Regions from separate parts of the Dromaius novaehollandiae genome. Here region 2 is linked to region 1. A link is a contact called in public Hi-C data. All regions are on one chromosome and are shown on one strand. Each heading gives the region's core, a stretch centred on a gene start, on an enhancer-like site or on the middle of the called end of the contact. The rest is flanking DNA. Distances are from core to core; before and after follow the strand shown.

Evidence for each region. Hi-C and Micro-C count contacts between places; a contact is called where the count stands out from the background.
Region 2: a Hi-C map of brain shows a contact between it and region 1, with 6 times the contacts expected there. The contact joins the promoter of LY96 here to the promoter of GDAP1 in region 1. A contact is called at or near these places in 2 of 4 Hi-C or Micro-C datasets (brain and liver).

Annotation. Positions count from the first base shown.
Region 1 is chr2:127,662,184-127,667,692 of bDroNov1.hap1, forward strand. GDAP1 (ganglioside induced differentiation associated protein 1) reads right to left here and starts at 3,348. Exons shown (of 6, transcript XM_064507377.1): 1 at 3,060-3,348; 2 at 2,217-2,409; 3 at 782-955. The coding sequence starts at 3,134.
Region 2 is chr2:127,856,599-127,862,704 of bDroNov1.hap1, forward strand. It overlaps LY96 (lymphocyte antigen 96), which reads right to left and starts at 2,771. Exons shown (of 5, transcript XM_026115160.2): 1 at 1-2,771. TMEM70 (transmembrane protein 70) reads right to left here. Exons shown (of 3, transcript XM_026115158.2): 3 at 3,944-5,789. The coding sequence ends at 5,341.

The DNA of each region.
Region 1 (5,509 bases), core at 2,098-4,597:
TAGAAAAGTCCACAAGCAAAATACAGATCCGAGGGAAATCAAAGGACATTTTACTATTGATTCTAAAGGACCACAGCTTCGTCTTTTCATCTTCACATCAGCTTCTGTGATTCTCAATGTTGGGTTATTTGCACGCAGGATTCTGGTTTAAATTGAGCTTGAACAATTGTCATTTGTCAGAGGAACCCTGGCTACTTACTTCCTTAGATCTTTTTTTTCTCCCCTCCCCTGGCACTAAGCTTAAAAACAAAAAAACAGGGCCTGATGATTCACTGAGAACATAATATATAAAAATACTCTGTTTCACTGAAGCTAACCTACATTTGTATGACTTTGAGAGGAAAGCAACTGTTATTAAATAGATACACTTATTACAAGTTTACATCTACAAAAAATGGGTTTTCTTCAATGTGGCGGTTTGGTGTGAGCAGTAATAGTGCAGTTCCTTGGAAACAGTTTTATAAGCATAAACAGCAAGATCAGAAATTAAAAAATTCACAGCTGCCACTTTCTTTTATGCACAGAAAGCACATTTCAAATTACTAGCAAAATCAATTCCATATATGCCTGGAAAATAGCACTTCCTCTTCCACACTTTCAAATCACAATAAACTACAAAAACAAATAGCAAGTATATTCACAAATTATCAAGGACTACAATTAAAAGCAGAAATATGTGCCCTACATATTCTGCGTAAAGCCCATTAAAAATAAGATCTCAGATTAGCGTAATCAAACCTCCCATTAAATGACACACGTTCAGCTCTGTGTCAGTACATACTACGAATTCTAGTTGTAGCATAGGCTGGAATCAGAGAATCCACTGTTAATTCAGGGTGCAGGATGCAGCCATGAGTGTAGGCATCCATAGGCAAGGAGTCTAAAAGCTCTCTATAGTGTTGCACCCTGGGATAATACATGCTTCCTTTTTCCGGCATTAATCTTGGTACTTCCTCTGCAATACAAGCACAAAATTTTTAAAAAAGGTTAAAAATGAAGAACCATGTAATTCGTCAACAGTAATAATCCCAAAGTTACCTCAGTAGCACCCAAATAGCACAAACAACACAGCCATGCTAAGAAAGCTTCCGCTACCAATCAGGCTTCCCCACTGCAAACCCATAGGCTTATCACTCCTCAGAAAAATCTGTATACTCACACTTCACTCTAAAACTTTTGAATAATTCTATTCTTATTCAGCAACTCGTGTAAAGAAGGATTTAAGAGGCCTTTGAATCAGGGAACTGGATTCAACATGTATTTTATACTTCTAGGGATAGGAGAGATCACGGCACACAATCCTCTAGCCCTTTCAGAATAGGGCACAACAGAGGTTTAAATAAGCTATTATGACTGTAACATTACTACTGCTGCAGTAACATTATTAAAATTAGAGTAAAGGCATCCTATTCAAAGCACCATTAGAGGTATTTCTGCACACCGCTGAGTTTTACTCTACCCTCAATTCACCCAGGTGCTGACACTTCATTTGACTAAAATGGCAGCATTAAATTCACATTATCTTCACCAAGCAGTGAAATTTTCTTTGTGCTGGGGAAATCATTTAAAGCCACTGCAGAACGACTAAACCTCTGAAACACAACATGCTACCTCTCCACACCTAAAAAAAAGAAACATACAGCTGTGCACTTTAATTCTTTTCTTCAAAAATGAGGTAGACTATTTTCCAGCAATACAGACATGGAGAATCTCAAAAGCTTGCACATGTTGACTTTTAATTTTACTCTCCCTATTTTTTTCTCCTCCTTATTCCATTTTTGGCACCAGAAATACTTTGTTCTTTCTACCTTCCACTCTTAAAGATTATTCCAGAATTAACCAGTAAAGTACATCATTCCTTTTTCTGGACGAAAAGGAAGAGCTGTCTTGGAACAGCTGAATTTGTGCAACTTACTGTTCAATACATTACTTTTATTAGTGACAGCCTTACTACAGAACTAGTACAGAACTGTGTTTTCATGTTATTTACTTTGCCATGCTAGCAGAATGGGTAAAAAAGAGTGGGGTCTTTTTGTCAGGGTGCTGGAAGGTCATGAAAGGAATGTATTTTTATCCCTCACCACCAACTACTAGAGATATTTACTTCTGAGAGTAGAAACATTTTCTGGTCATGAACAAAATACTACACAGTGATATAGAAACTGTGGCACATTACTTGTACAGGGGCAAGATAATGCACTGAAATGTAAGATTACCGTCTACAAATGTTGCTTCAAGATAATCAATAATCTGTGTTGCCTCACAAATAATATTTTCCCCATGGATAAGGACAGGTACTTCTCCAGATGAATTTAAACGCATAAACCAAGGCTCATTGTGCTCGCTCAGCGGCAGATTTACATCGTGTTCTTCACATTTTAGGGCTTTCTCAGCAATCGCCAAGCGCACCTGGAAAGATATTAGCGAGTTACTTGATGAAAAATATTGCGAGAAGAAACGCGTGCAGTCTGTGGAGCAAGCCCACCCAGCGTGGCCCAGCAGGGGCTGGGGGACCGGGCTCTCCCCGCGGCTCTGCTGCTCACTTTGGGCAAACCGCTGCACCCTTCATCCTTTGCATCAACCCTCTGCAGGGGACCTACCCCTTTGCAACGTGTCCCTTTACATCACACCCGCTGCACGGCTCACACTTGCAACATATACCTTTATGCTATGCCCTCTGCAGCGTACACATCTGTAACATGTCTCTTTACGTTATACCCTCCACAGCGTGCACATCTGTACCGTGCATCTTCACGTTGCCTCTGCGCGGGTACCGCCTGCAGAGCGCCCCGCGGGTGCGGGCGGCGCTGCTCCGCGGGCAGGCGCGGCGCCAGCGCGGGGCCCGGCGGGGCGCTGCCTCCTCCCGGGCGCCCGCGCTAATTCGCAGGGAGACCGGGGCCCTCGGAGAGGCGACCGGCGCCGCGGCCTCACGAGGAGGCCCGGCCGGCGGCGGGCAGCCCGCTCCCGCCCCTCCCAGGCGGCCGGCAGCGCTCCCTCGCCGCACAGACCTCCGCCGGCTGCTCCCCCCGCGCAAGCATCCGCGGCGCCGCCGCCCTCACCTTCTGCGAGGAGAAGGACTGCGTCCAGTGGTACAGCACCAGCCGCCCCGCCGCCCCGCCGCCGCCCAGCGCCATGCCCGCCGCCGCCCGGCACCGCGCTGAAGCGCAGGGGCGCCGCGCCGCGCAGCGGCCTCCCCCCGCGGCCGCGGTGTGGCTGCGCGGCGCCGGTCGCTGCCCCCGCGCTGCTGCGAGGACGGCGCTGCCGAGCAGGGCGAGCCGCCCGCAGCCTCCCCTAGGGCAGCAGAGGAAGATGGATGCGCAGGGAGAGAGATCACATGGCAGGGTGGGGTTTTTTTGGTTTTGTTTTTGGTTTTTTTTTAAGGCTCGCTCTCCTCCCCCCCCCCCCCCAACAAATATTTGCACCATGAATTTAAAGGATACTGAAGTCATGCTCTTAAGGAAAAAAGCATGATAACGGTTACCAGAAAACACCCTGAATTTGGGCCATATCAGTATAAACAGCATTGCCAACTGCACTTCAATTATAATAACCACAGCTGGTAGAACTAAAAATAAAACTCCATGAAAATAGACACATCTTTTTCCTTGAGCTGCGTCCTTTCAACCTCAAGAGACAAGGCACCTTGATTTTTTTCTATAGATGAAGTCTACAAGTATTTAGCAATTTTGCAGGGCTTTTTCCCAAATGAAGTAAGGTCTTTGAAAAGTATTTGATAGCAAAAATTAGCATCTTCCATCAGAAAATGCTTCCCCTGTATCTCAAAATGGAGATAGCTCAGAAGATGCAATTGCTGGTAGTTCCTAATGGATGAGGCTTGTCCTATCTGCTGAATCAGACAAGAAAATTAAAAAACATGGGAAGCTTACAGAGCCCAGAATATTGTTCATCTCATGCCAACTGTTGCATCAACCATAAAGGTGACTACTTTGGGTGAACCGGGATACCTCATGCAGGCATACCACTTCTTTATGCCCCATGCAGCCCAACACTAGTGGTCCTCACCATGTGGAGAATGCATGAAAGAAGACCTGAACATTGCAAGCTACAGCCCAGTAACAATTACATTTGATTTTAAGTGAAATTTTGACACTTTTGTAATCAAAAGGAGTTTTGCTATCAGTGTCAGCTGAGGCAAAATTTTCATCTGGATTCATAGCTATTAAACTTTGTAATCATGGCCAAGAGTTTGGTCTGGAAGTACCATGCACGAAACTGAATATGATCCCTGACAATTAATAGTTGTACAATACTTTTGTCAATATTCTTTTGAAGCTCCTAATAGTAAGCCTGTGGGCAATAGTCAGCAGCAATAAACACCCCTGGGAGTGTTAAATATCATCAACTAAACTGAGAACATTAAGCAAGGGGATGAATTGAAGTCACGGACTGAGACAAGTTGATGTACAAATCTTATAAATCACAATGGAAGGAACTAAATGCCAGTTCCCAGCCTGCACCATTCACAAGAGGGGGCACAACTGCAGCCATGCAACCTCCTGGTGACTACTCACCGTCACCCACAAATAGCCTCAGAAGGGCAGGCACAATGAGTGGCTTCTCATACCTATCTGGTACCAGTCAGTGTGTTACTGACAGTAAATTTGGGGGAATTTATCTAACCTAATTTTAATTCTTTGAAAAGTTGAAGAATTTGCTTAGAAGGGAGAATAAAGATGCAATGTTTCTCCAAAGCTGTATATCTAAGAGTGCTGGAGCACCCTCACGCACTGGGGCTTGATGAGCACCCATCACTCATACACAGGTTTTCTCATGGTCTCTAACCTAGGTTCCTGTACAGTTCCTCAGAACTAGATCTTTTAACATCTCAAGGCAAAGAACTGGATATTGGATAACATTAGAAATTATTCTTTTGAAATTTACATGCACTAGAGTCTGTATTTTAGGGTTGTTTTTTTCAATTTAGCCTTGGAATCAAAGTGTTTTCATTTTGTAAGTTACCAGATCACTTTCATTTCAATTTTCTTGTTCAGCTAATCTATTTAATAGCAAACATGAACATCTGAGTTTGAGTTATGTTCTGTGACCTATTTTAGATGACTAGAAGGGCAATTAAAGAGAATAAAATGTCTCTGTTTGAAAGGAACATCTCGGATTTAAACTTACTCTGTAAGTCAGGAGAGAACAATTAACAATGACTAAAATATATCTAATATCTTCATTGTAAGGGTGAGGTGTTAGCAGAAAAAATGATATACATGGAGGAATCTGAAGACTATATTTCTCTATACTATAGCAGAGATGCAATTAATTTATCCCTGAAGTTCAAACAGCATCAGACTGCTGATTTAATGAGATCTAGATCAGATCCCACAGCAGCTTTTCAGATACATTATAGAAATGAATAGCTTGCATGGGAATTATTCATTCCTTGAGGTTTGTACATGTTCAAATCTGTGTATTAGAGATGAAAAACAGTTATTAGTACTTCATAATTTTTATAGCCACACATGTCTGTGAGTTGGCATTT
Region 2 (6,106 bases), core at 1,521-4,020, 190 kb after region 1:
ACTCTTTCTTTACTGTAACATTTTCTTATATACTCTGAGGAGGAAGGTGAAAAGGAAAGAAGGATGAAAAGGAGAGAAAGGAAATTGGGGAGAGCTACACAATAGTGTTATTTTACTGGAGTTTTGTGACAGTTTACTTCACTTGTTTTGAAATCCTTTGTAACTGCATTTGATAGGGACTGACTCTCATATCAGGTTTTAGCAGTACCCAAAATAAATCCAAGTCCAGAGAATTTAGAACTTCATGCCTATGACTTTTCATTTCCTCTGCATCTGAGATGCTGAGAGGAAGAAGTTTAACACTAAGCTTCCTCACTAATTTATGTTTAAAAACCTTACCCTAATTTATAAGATTTTTATTTTCTTTTTCAGTAAATCTAAAAAGTGCTTAGCTTATATGTGATTGCTTTTCAAAATAATCGCTTTGTATTTGGTTTGTTGGCTGCAGATGAGTACTTTGACCTGAAGAGCAGTTATGAGTCACTGAAATCTCCCTCAGAAAAGATTTATAATATACATTATCATAATATCCCATCTCAGAAAAAAATATTAACAGTATTCCAGGACAGCAGAGGAAAGCACTCCATTTTAAACCATTAATCAGAGAGAATTATAAAGCTTGAGATGTATGTAGATGCACTTTCTAGAAGACACCAATATGTCCAAGTTCTTGGGATGTAACAGCATAATTCCCAAAACCTCATGTTAACTGAAAACTCTTTTAAGATGTTTTTCTATTTATTCAATAGAAAAAGAGGAAATGATCATTTAATTTTCTTTGCAGGACCATTTGTGTCAGTTTTTGAAGCAGATCTTTATGCAGGTGGAAGCAGACACGATTATTGCTTCTGATCTTGGGTTTAGGTTTGCTGTTGCAGATTCTCCAGTATAAAGGGACTATGTACAGGGCATTTGTTCACATAACAAAGTACACCTGACAGTCAACACGGAGAACACAAAATTGTAGGAATTCACAGGCAAATTTCCTTTCTTAAATCCTCTCATCCCATCTTTGACAATATTTATTAGTGCATATTTTATGCATAGTTTAAGCAAAAAGTCATGACGAGGGAGGCTAGAGAGAGAAAGAGGATTCATCTTCTCTGCATATGGCTGATGAAGTACTTAGGATGCCAGGGAGGCCAGTCCAAGAGCAGTGCAACAGCAGATATCTGGTGGTGAGTCTGTAGCATTTGAGAAGGCAAGGAAATAGTTGGGAGAGGAAGAAAGGGAGTGACAAGCATTATTCTGAACGTATTGGTAAGCCTGCCAAATGCATTTTGGCTTCCTGGTTTGATTCGAATGTGTTAAGTTAAATCGCTGGACACGGTTAAGTGAAATACAGGCTAGCTGCTATCCTGTGGAAACAGTTATGTTGAAATAACCCTCTGCCTGATGCCAACAGGCTAATAGTTTATTCTTTTCAAGCCAAGTTTAGGATTAAAGCTTATAGGTATACTCTAAAGAGCATATTAAACCATTAAACTTGGCAGGAAGAGGAGAAAGCAGAGGGTAAAGGGAGAAGAAAGGGTTATGTCCTACCTGAGGCTGATATCCAGAATGGATACCACAGCAGCACAGTCTGCCATTGGTATTCTGGGAATGGAGATGGTTGGACACATTTTGGGGCTGTGTGCTCTTGCTCTCTCTTTTCCGTGCATAAAGTAGCTGCTCTTTTGAGCTGAGGTCTGTACAGCTGTCAGATGATCTTATTTTTATCAGTGGATCCAGCTCTTAGCTAGCCTACTTGTTCTATTTCTTGGTGGGGCTGAAGCAGGCTGTGCTGTACATGGGGTCATGAAGAACTTCATGGTACAAGCACACAACTCCAGGGCAACCAAATTACAGCAGCTTACTAAGTTTCTACTTCTTAAGTTATACTGAGAAATTATAACTATTCACTTGTGTGCTCTTAGTTTTTATAGCACAGATAGAATTTCATGAAGTTTCCATTGCCTTAATTATACTCTCTACAGTGTGAAAGACTTGCACAGCTTGTCTTCATCTTTGCCAGTGCAGTGACTCTGGTTTGTAATAAAACAAGCTCAAGTGAAACTAGTTATCTATTAATTCTAGAGACTGTGGTTAAGAGTCTGAAGTACCTCAGAGCTTTAAAGATATCTCTTTAAAGTATGTTAAGGGGATAATTTTCTCACCAGAAATTCTTACATTTGCAAGAAAAGTCTGAGGACTGAGGGATAATTTAATTTAAAGAATAAAATTAAAGAATGACAAGAAGCATTGTACTTTATAATTACGAACAGATAGGGACTAATGAATAATACTGTGGACAAAGCCAAAAACTTGAGAAAAAGGGAAAGGAACACTGGCAGGAAAACAACATGTAATCAGAGAGTGAAAAGAAAAAACTGTAAGTACACATCCTGTCTATCTTCAGAGGAAAAGCAGCAGTCATCTATGACCTTCTGTGGAACCTCTAAAGGCTGGAAGGGAATAGGAGATGAGTCCAGGAAGGAGGTTTGAGTCATTTCATATGTTCCTGCTCTTCACGCCAGATTGAGGGGAACAGGCACTAGAGTGAGTAACATGTGAGACCCAGCTGCTAGTGACAAGTGACTGGCTGGTACTGGGAAGTTTGCAGGAGCTGGCAATTTCCACAGTAGCTATAGTCTTGCAAATAAGACAGCTTGTGGGTCACATATTTTAGAAGACTGAGCCTCTAAATCAGTGTTTCCTTCAGAATTTCCACCAACATGTATGAGCACATTGTCTAGGACTTACAAATTACCTGTTTCTTCCATGTTGCACACAACTTACCTACATCAGAAAAAATGTCAGGAACTACCAGAGGGGAAATGCTAGCAACTTGTAATACCTCTGCGATCAGAACTGTTTTTCACCAAATGTATCAAACTAAAGAATAAAAAAAAACAAGAAGAAAAAAGTTTACAATATTAATAGAATTGTGAAGGATATGGAGCTGATATTAAAAATCAGTGCTTAATCAGGCTTTAGGAGTTACTTAACAGCAATCTGAGTTTCCTGAAACACTTACTGCAGGATTTGTTAGTAGCAAGAGGGCCTGTTTTCCTCTACGTACGGTTCATAACAAATGCCTAGGACAGGAAGCATCCAGTCTCCCACTCAGAAATGCACTTAGTGCACTATGCAACACATCTGAACTCTGCGATCAGGAGAAAGGATGGGCTGGTCTGATAAAAGGAGCGAAGAACTAAGACATCTGCTAGCTTAACCTGCATTTCTCTGCTTGAAGACAAACAGGCAGAAGAAATAGTATTTTAATTCTATATATATATTTTTTAAAGAAACTTAGCCACTGAAATGGAAATGTCTTACTATTATTGCTTAAATCTGAATTAGCAAAAATCTCAAATTTAACAGTGAAAATTTTTTGCAGTTGAAAGAAGACTGATGATTTTGTTATTGTCTGTGTGGGTTTGTAAATACAATTTTTGGGCCCTTCTCTTTACCTTCTCTTGCAAACTCTGTTTCCTGTTCTCCCTCTATTTGGCATTTAAAGATGATTATGTTAACTTAATCTACAAGCACAAAAAGAAGGGAGTAAACATATCAGATGTGGAAAGAATGAAAAGATTAATTAGGTGTAAAACTTAATTTTCAATAAGCACAAGTACTAAAAACCAGGGATCAGAATTGCATGCTACTGGCCTCATATTTTCAGCATAATGTATGGAATATATTTTTTGTGTATTATTGGTCACCTATCTAGTGTTACCGGCTTAATGGAGGCTGGATCAGGCTTCTAAGATTATAGCTGTTCCAACACAAAAGAAGCATGTCAAAAATATTTGGATGGGCCAATTTGCTTTCAAATCATTCAGCAAACATATCCCGAGTAGTTTCAGTAGTCAGAACAACAGTATTTAAAAATACTGGTATTTTAATATGATCTATGGTGTCATCCTGTGACAGGACATTAAAATAATAGTCTTAGAAGCCATTTAGACTTTTAAATACATTCTTTTTACTCAGAATTTAGAAAACATCTGTAAAGACAGTTATAACTTTTTCCTTATCTGCAGCATCAAGATGACTTCATTAGTAGCAAGCATCAGATTTACTCATTACAAATTACACTGCTAACACAAAAGGATTAACGTGAATTTTGCTTATATTCTTTTCCAATTCAGTCATTTTTTTAAACTTCAAAATATTTAGGCCTTTCATTATTTAAAAACAAGTATCCATCACTTTACATGACAAAACTCTGCTTGGGCTGAAAACATTTAAATCCAATTTCATATTCAGAGTGCAGAACTAATCTAACAAATCCAGTCAGGCAAAAAGATCCAAAGGTCTAATCCTCTTTTTAATTGAACTAAAGGTGGCTTTCTTTGCAAAGCTAAATAAATAAATAGATAGAGAGGTATTTTTAAAGGCAGAAAACCTAAACAGTACTCTAGAGAAGATTCCTTTTTGCTTCCCCAGCAAGGTTTCCATTTTAAAGGAAAGTTTCCATTTTTTACTGAAAAGTTTCCATTTTAACCATTATCTGCTAGTATTTTCTTTAAATCAGTACAAGTACAGCACACACTTTAGACAGTATTTTGACAGAGCAGATGTTATGCCAGAATGCTTGCCTCCTTCCCCCCTGCCCCCAGAAGAGAAAGATCACTTGTTCTCCACCTCTGGGGACAGAGTTGCTTGGGTGTGGGCCTATCGCTTAAGAGGCCATGCAGTAAATGTGAATAGCTAGAGTTTATTAAGGCTCAGCCATTCTTCCTATCCTCCCCAGAGGCCTGCAGGCAAGGGAACTAGCAACACCTGTCTGCTTTCTGAAGACTCCTCCAGGCTACTGATGTTCTCACAGAGGGAAGTGAAAGCCATCTCCATGCCTTTATACTGTCTGTGAAGTATCAACAAGAAAACCTGGCCTTTTTGCATTAAGTGCAATTAATCTTTAAGCCTTAAAAACTTAACTAATTACTTGATGGGTAATGAGTATTGATGATTTTTTTATATGAATGACTCCTTTTAAAATAGAGTTGATGAGTTTGCAGCACAGACTGAACAGCCTGTGCATTTTACAGTTCCCCTGGACAGTTAACAATAAAAATCAAGCCAAGAACAAATAAGCACAAGACAGATATAAGCATTTGTTTTACTGTGTTTTGTGTCATTAACTCTGAAGAAATCTCTCACTGTTTACAAGTTATTTAAAAAAAAAAAAAAAAAAAAAAAAAAAAAAAAAAGACTTTGGGCTTTTATACATTCCAAAATGCATCTGAAGAACTCTAACAGTATCTGAGACTTAAAAAAATGTTACAGAATTGTACATTCTTTCACACAGGTAGCACTGCACCACAAATAATGACAGTGACATTCATTATCTTCAAATTATTTGCTTTCAGTGGCTTCCTTTTTCTCCTCAAAGTCAAAATAAAAAGGTTTGTCATAGCCCATGAGATGTTCATAATCCTCTGGATTTGGAAAAAGCATTGGATTAACAAGCATTGATTTAGTTTTAGCATAAAATGTTGTAAACATCTTGGTGATGTCTGGAATCTTTACATCATTCTGATGGAAGACAGTCGCTTTTTCTGCCAGGATTGCGTTATATGTAATGGCTGTATATGTGTCCATTTCAGCTTTATAATAGAGTCGAATTACATAGCCTTTTGTAAGGATATGCAAGGTTACTGGCGTTACAAATGTAAAAAACCCTATCAAGCCATAAAAGGCAGCTTGTACCAACAGACTTTCAGATCCAATACCCGTTTTGAGCATGATGTAGGGCATCATGAAAAGGTTGAATATGCTGGTAGAATAAGAGAAAAATCTCACACCTGCACAAAACAAACAAACAAAAACACAGGAAAACAAGGTTAATACTTGTGGGTAAAAATACCTCTACAGTTATGTATGTTCTGTTCCTATATATCCATTGCATTAGTTGAACAGTTAACATTACCGAAAATTCAGTCTTTTCGTTTGTTGACCTTTTGTTTGTTTTTACACCCAAAAACACATGAAACCATTGCTAGGAACCAGAAATTTCAGCCCTCTCTTCCTGCCACTATTATGGTTTGTTTATAGATTCATGTCAGATTTTATTAATGCTGGTAGAGCTGGCTCTATTTCTACAGTGAACACAGCTATTATA